2 separate regions of the Xenopus tropicalis genome follow, and region 2 is linked to region 1. A link is a contact called in public Hi-C data. All regions are on one chromosome and are shown on one strand. Each heading gives the region's core, a stretch centred on a gene start, on an enhancer-like site or on the middle of the called end of the contact. The rest is flanking DNA. Distances are from core to core; before and after follow the strand shown.

Region 1 (3,206 bases), core at 379-2,878:
TGGGGATCGAAACGCGTAGATGCGGTGATTTAATAAACAGATTTTTTCCTATATTTGGATGCCGTGAGTGCTTTCTATCAATGTGCTTTCTATTTTTCTGGTCAGCACCCGGCGAGTGTTTTTGATGTGGTGAGTGCCGATTTTTGTGTATTATATATATATACACAGTATATATATATATATATATTGCAAAAAGACAGGCACTCACGTATAAGTAGGTCCAAGGGAGCCTGGGTGCAGTCCCAAAATAATAGATGGAGTAGCTGTAGAGAGAGTCCGTACTCACAGGTCTTAAGAAAATATAGAGGTTTTATTCAAATCAACATCTAACGTTTCGGCTGCATCCACAGCCTTTCTCAAAGACAATGTGAAACAAACAATGGTGCACTGAAAAAAACGAATTTGGCGCCAAACAATGACGTCATAGGTGTGAATACATTAGCATACAGTGTGAAAAACCGCTCTCAAAACACATTGAATCAACAAAAAATGTTAAGATAATATGGATTAGGCATAGAACACAAACAAAAGGACTGTCAGGGGAAAGGAAAAGTGGGTGTGTATTAAAAAAGCCCGCATATGTATCTAGTGCTGAACTGCAACTCACACATGTCGCAAAGACATCCCCAAGTTATAAGTTTATAAATGTACAAAATCGAACTGGCCCAAGGAATAAGAAATAATGAGGGACAGTAGGGCAAATATACATCAAGGAGTTGCTGAAAATGAGTAAGTAACATGTCTGTTCTGTGCAGCATGTATTGCCTGACATGACTGACATGACTGTCAAATAATGCATTATATGGTGTGCCTTATGGGGAATCGGTACGCTTATTTGTAGTAAAGCTAGGACAAAGGGAATAGAAGAGGCAGATGGGAAGAAAAGAGAAAGATGTAAAATAGTAACTGAGGAGAGACAAAGTAGAGAGGACAGAGTGAGGTAATGAGAAAGGAAAGATGTCGGTGCAATGGTATGGCCGTGGGAGGGGACTCTGCGCTCCATACAGAGCAAAAGCAACGGCACCGATTAGTGCTATATTTTAGTGCTATATTTTCTTAAGACCTGTGAGTGCGGACTCTCTCTACAGCTACTCTATATATATATATATACACAAAGGATGGCACACCTTTACATAACATACCTCGGGTGCTCGGTAAAGGGTTCCAATAGTATAAAAAACACTACGTGGCATATAAAGGGTCATTTACAAAGTGTGGAGCACTACCCTAAAAAACATTATGTAGGAGAAATGGAATGAATACCTTTCTTAATGCCATTATTTTGGATCTGTGGTTGACAGTTAAGAGGATTTGTACTGTGACGGATTTATTACAAACTGTTTGTAGAGAACTCCATGTTAAAGGCAGACACATCAAACCACAAATATTTTAACAAGTGTTCTCTGAGGTCAGGGCCTTAGGTTTCGCCGGAAATGCACTGCTGATGAGGAATTTCTCACAATCCTGTAACCTGAGGGATCAGTTATCGGAGAAAGGATCTCATTGGGATAGTTTAGGGCAGTGCTGTGCAGCGTCTGTGGTATTGAGGGCTGGAATTTTTCAGGCCTACATGGTGGAGGGCCGATAACAGAAGCCAGTTCCACTTTATTAAACAAACTGGGCTGCACAAAGGACCTCCAGTGGCTCAATTGGTAAATGCACCAGCAGTTTAGAGAACAGTGCAGGGATTAAATCCCAGCAAGTATTGACACAGTCTCGGCTAAGTTCTTCTCGGGATTGCTAAAGTATACTTGTTTGAGGGCAATGTGGCTTCTAAGTATCCATGAAGTGCCAGTGTAGCCTTCACTTATACATTTCCTTAGATGTTATCAGCTTTGAGGGATCATTTTTTCTTTTCTCCAGTTTTCCACGCTCTGTTTGAATAAGTGGGGGGCATTGTCTCTTGGTGCTGTCATTTGTTTTCTTTTCCCTCACTGTTTCATTATGCATGGTTTGGTATGTTCACTGTTCAGTGTAGTCAAGAGAGAATGACAGGTCTCTTTCCCTTTACATGATCCAGCCAAGATTGATGTTGGTGGTGCTATTGGTCTCACTGAGTGTTAGCTAGGCAAACCCATCACAATAGGTTTTTGTCTGTTGTGGAGGAGGGACTTTTCCTGGGATGTGTATGAACTTACACATTCATAGCTAGTTTGGATAGCGCAGACAGTTAGGATAGCTCTGGCAGCACAGGTGCCATTAGGTACATAGTAAGGATCTGCAGCAGTCACCTCTGTAATCCTCAGTCAGGCATGGTTCAGTAGGCAGAAGAGCCTTTATTCCTACGTTCAGGCAATCTGAGGAGTTTGACTAATGCCAGAGGGGCTGCTGTAAGATGCTATAGTCACTATTCACTATTTATTGGGCTGACGGGGGCTGTTTAGGCCTCTGTTCACCTTGTATGCCAAGAACTACTTTGAATCCCAGTCCAGACTGAATCCCAGTCCCACTTCAGGCTACAGTACCCATCGAGAATGCTGGTGGGAATATGGCAATACAATCAACATATACACCAAGGTGTACCTTACTACGTCTTTGGTAGAGAACACCCACTCATTCAAATCTTGACTAGTCCACATTATAAAGTGGTTCCTCATAAGCAGTTTTAGCTTGCATGAGACATATTGTTCTCAGACTTTCTGATTACACTTTCCTTGTGACCTTTCATATCCCTTCTCTTGTTCTACTCCCACAAGAAAGCAGATAATAAGACAGACATAAGGGTTGATTCACAAAAGTGCGATAAGTGTTATTGCATGCTTTTTTGCGTTAAAATTGACTCTAAAAAATTTGCTAAAGTATTATCGCATGCGTTAAGTCGCATATTGCGTGCATTAAATAGCGCGCAACTGAATGCGTTAATTTTAACTAGCTAAATATCGCATTAGTCTGTGCAAAAATGAACACCTACTTGGGGCAGGCGGTAATTATAGAAAAGTACAGTTCATGAGCTTTGGCAACACAATATGGACTTTGCAGTGGGATTTATTCAAGTCTGTGTTGGCCCTAGAGTGATGCAGCCTCCAGTTTGCAGGGAAATGGGCATTTTCAGAACAGTAGTTTTCTGAAAGTAATGGCGTGCATGGCTAATATGGCGTGCGTTTTTTCGCACACGGTGACAATTTGTGCGCGCTGCGTTAATTAGTGCGCGTTGCGTCAAATACCGCACGAAAATAGTCTTTGCGACTTAAATAATGCAAACAGCA
Region 2 (3,206 bases), core at 405-2,904, 70 kb before region 1:
TTTATGACTTTAAAGGAACAGTAACACCAAAAAATGAAAGTGTATAAAAATAATTAATATATTATATACTATTGCCCTGCACTGGTAAAGTTGTGTGTTTTCTTTATAAACACTACTACAGTTAATATAAATACCCTGCTGTGTAGCCATGGGGGCAGCCATTTAAATTGAAAAAAGGAGAAAAGATTCCCATTGTATTCTACACAGTTTATCTGTTATCTTCTTATGTAACCTGGGCCTTTTCTCCTTTTTTCAATTTAAATGGCTGCCCCCATGGCTACACAGCAGCTATTTATATAAACTATAGTAGTCTTTCTGAAGCAAACACACAACTTTTACCAGTGCAGGGCAACAGTACATTATATTTTAATTATTTTAAAACATTTTTATTTTTTAGTGTTACTGTTCCTTTAAAGGGGACCTGTCACCCTAAGAAATAATTCCAGATTGTTTTCACTTGTGTTTGTCAAGCAAAATACATTTAATTTACACCATATAAATTAGTTTAATCTTATTTTCTTCAGTCTTGGAATTCACAGTTGCAGCAAGCAGGGAGGTGCCATTTTGTGGACACTGTTTAGGCAAGCTTTGTATCACCCCAAAATCTTGTTTCTGTGCCTGTATGGGGGGACCTGATGCCCATGCACTGGTTACACAATTAGATGGTGAGGAGGGAGGGGGAATGTGAGGAGTACAGTGACATCTAAGAAGTTCTGAATTGAAAGTGAAAGTAACTGCCTGCCCCACCCCTATGCCTAAGGCATAGAGGTGGGGCAGGCAATATATGATTGACAGTTGGGATTTTTAAATGCTTTTATAATGGGTATGGATGTGTTAATAAAGAAATGAGTTTGGGTTTCATATTCAATTTGAAAAGGACTTTTATTATACAGCTTTTTATGCCTGGGTGACAGGTCCACTTTAAGTAAAATAAAAAGTGTTTCAGTTGTGATTGCGGGTTACTTCACACAACACAAGCTAATAAAGTTGCTCCCTGTGGGGGGGGGGGGGTAAAGCTGTAGTGAAGGGGTTAAAGCTGTATGGGGGGGGGGGGGGGGGCTCAGCCTTCCCTCAGACATAGGGCAAACTTCTTGTATACTTAAATATACCAGAAAGCCATATAGTTAGGCTCAAACTGAAAACTCCATTCCCCCTGCTCTACATCCCTGGAACTAGAGAACGGCTTGATGGCTAAGCGGGATTGAACTGAATATTACTGCGGGAAACATTTTACAGGCAGCCTCTCATTCTAAGTTTGCGCGGGAATTGAATCCCCTACGAACATTAACTCAAAGTGAACAAAGTACCGCATTATTATGAAGCAAAAGTGACACATTTGCCCACAGGGCTAGTGAACAAAACGTTCTATATAAAATGTACATTCAAAGGAAAACACAAAGGGGCGCAACTCGTATCGCACGGAGTGTTTGGCACCCGTGTGACAGGAATTTCTGAAAATACAGAAGTCGTGCGCAAGCCCCTCCCCCCGTCCTACGCAAGCCCCTCCCCCCGTCCTACGCAAGCGGAAATAAACTCAGCCGCAGTTACTAAGAGACAAGGGTTATTTAAGGAAGTGTACGCGGCTAAGCCGGAAGTGGCGTGCCGAGCCTGCCGGAAGTTGTTTATTTTAAGCACGCGTGCATTGGAACCGGGAGCCGCGGGGATGTCTGTGTCACTGCTCAGGAAAGGCTTGGATTTGCTTAGGGAGGAAAGGAGCGGTAAGGATAGGGCAATTGCCTAGTTTGGAAGGGGCACTGTAGGGGACGTATCCGTGTAAACATGAATTTCCACCCCCAGCATTTAACAACATATAAATAAGGCTAAAAGCCTTCTGGAAGTTGTAGTCCAGCAATATGTATGGGCTCAAGATTCTTATCACAAGTTGCAAATAATGCGCAATGTTCAATGAGTGATGGTTTTTACTGTAAAGAAAAGTACAAAGTTGTGTGACCTGTACCATTCCCCTTTAACCTGTACAGGTGCAGAGTCAAGCTCCAAGAAAAGAAACTCAAGCAGCAAGCCGAAGCCCTGCCTTTCCAGCAGCAAAACCGGCATGAGAAAGCAACTGCGGCGGCTGAAGCAGCAGGGACTGCGGCACGACCAGAAAGCAACTGCTAAAGGCAGGGTGATACGGTCCGCTGTAGGTGAGCATTATATGTCATCCCACTGCCTTGCTTTGTATGTATGTATATCTTTATTTATAAAGCGCTACTTATATACGCAGCGCTGTACAGTAGAATACATTAATACAAACAGGGGGTTAATAAGATAATAGATAAATAGAAAGTATAACAATAAATACAGCTGCAATAAGTTAAGAGTCGAGGACACAAGAGGAAGGAGGTCCCTGCCCCGTAGAGCTTACAATCTATATGGGAGGGTAACTAACAGACACAAATAGGCAAATATAAGTGCTGTAGGTGACAGTGGGTGACACTACAATATAAGTGCCAGTTTTGTAATCACTTGAGTGATCTAAAGGGTTACCCATAGAAAACAGTAGTTTAAAGGAGACATATCCTATAAAAACTAAGAATGTACCAGTAAATTATACTCCTCTAAATATAGAAGGATTGTGCTTAAAAATGTTGTGTTTCTGACTGATTTATTGAGAAATTCCATCAAAACTCCACTAGCCCCGCCCATCTGTTCCACTTCCTGCGGGCTGTGATTGGCTTTCTCCTAACTACTGTGCATCTGGCAGGGACCGTTGGGACACGCCCACTCTTCATTTCACACTGGACGGAGACGTGATAGGATCTATAGGGAGCTCCAATAAGGGGGCCATTGTTACAGATAGGGTTAATGTTTAGCCCAAAGGGAAACCAGCACCGTATATTATTCATAATTGCCTACAAAATAATTGTTTTTCCCCATTTATCCAATATGTCTCCTTTAAAGCTGATGCCACACCAGGCGGATTCTCATAATGCAGAAAAACCTAGACTGAGAATCAGCTCCAGCACTGGCATCAGCCTCCTTTCTTGCCAGAACTATTGAATTGGCTGGGTGCAGGCACACGCAGCGGGAATCTTTGAAGAAACAAGAGTTTGCATTTCAGAGTCGATATCCCACAAGAGCAGACTGTGATTCAGTGGTTCCGGGTGCAGGCAAAGAAGACTGTTGCCAGTATAAGGCCTGATTTTCGGTCTTTGTTTTTCCACAGGCCGAGAATCAGCCCTTTGTGGCATCAACCTTTGCTTAAG

What was found. A called contact is a pair of places that touch in the nucleus more often than the background predicts.
Region 2: a Hi-C map of liver shows a contact between it and region 1, with 5 times the contacts expected there. The contact joins the promoter of rps19bp1 here to the enhancer-like site in region 1. A contact is called at or near these places in 5 of 5 Hi-C or Micro-C datasets (brain, gastrula embryo, liver and 2 more).

Annotation. Positions count from the first base shown.
Region 1 is chr4:121,009,568-121,012,773 of UCB_Xtro_10.0, reverse strand. No RefSeq gene overlaps it. Among named protein-coding and RNA genes, the nearest start is that of mief1, 13 kb to the left of the region's middle. Within about 2 kb of position 1,628, at least 6 of the 11 cell types and tissues checked have an H3K27ac peak or open chromatin away from gene starts, as enhancers often do. A contact at or near this core is called in gastrula embryo, liver and neurula embryo, where this site is marked.
Region 2 is chr4:121,079,899-121,083,104 of UCB_Xtro_10.0, reverse strand. rps19bp1 (ribosomal protein S19 binding protein 1) reads left to right here and starts at 1,654. Exons shown (of 4, transcript NM_001044432.1): 1 at 1,654-1,718; 2 at 1,980-2,144. The coding sequence starts at 1,664.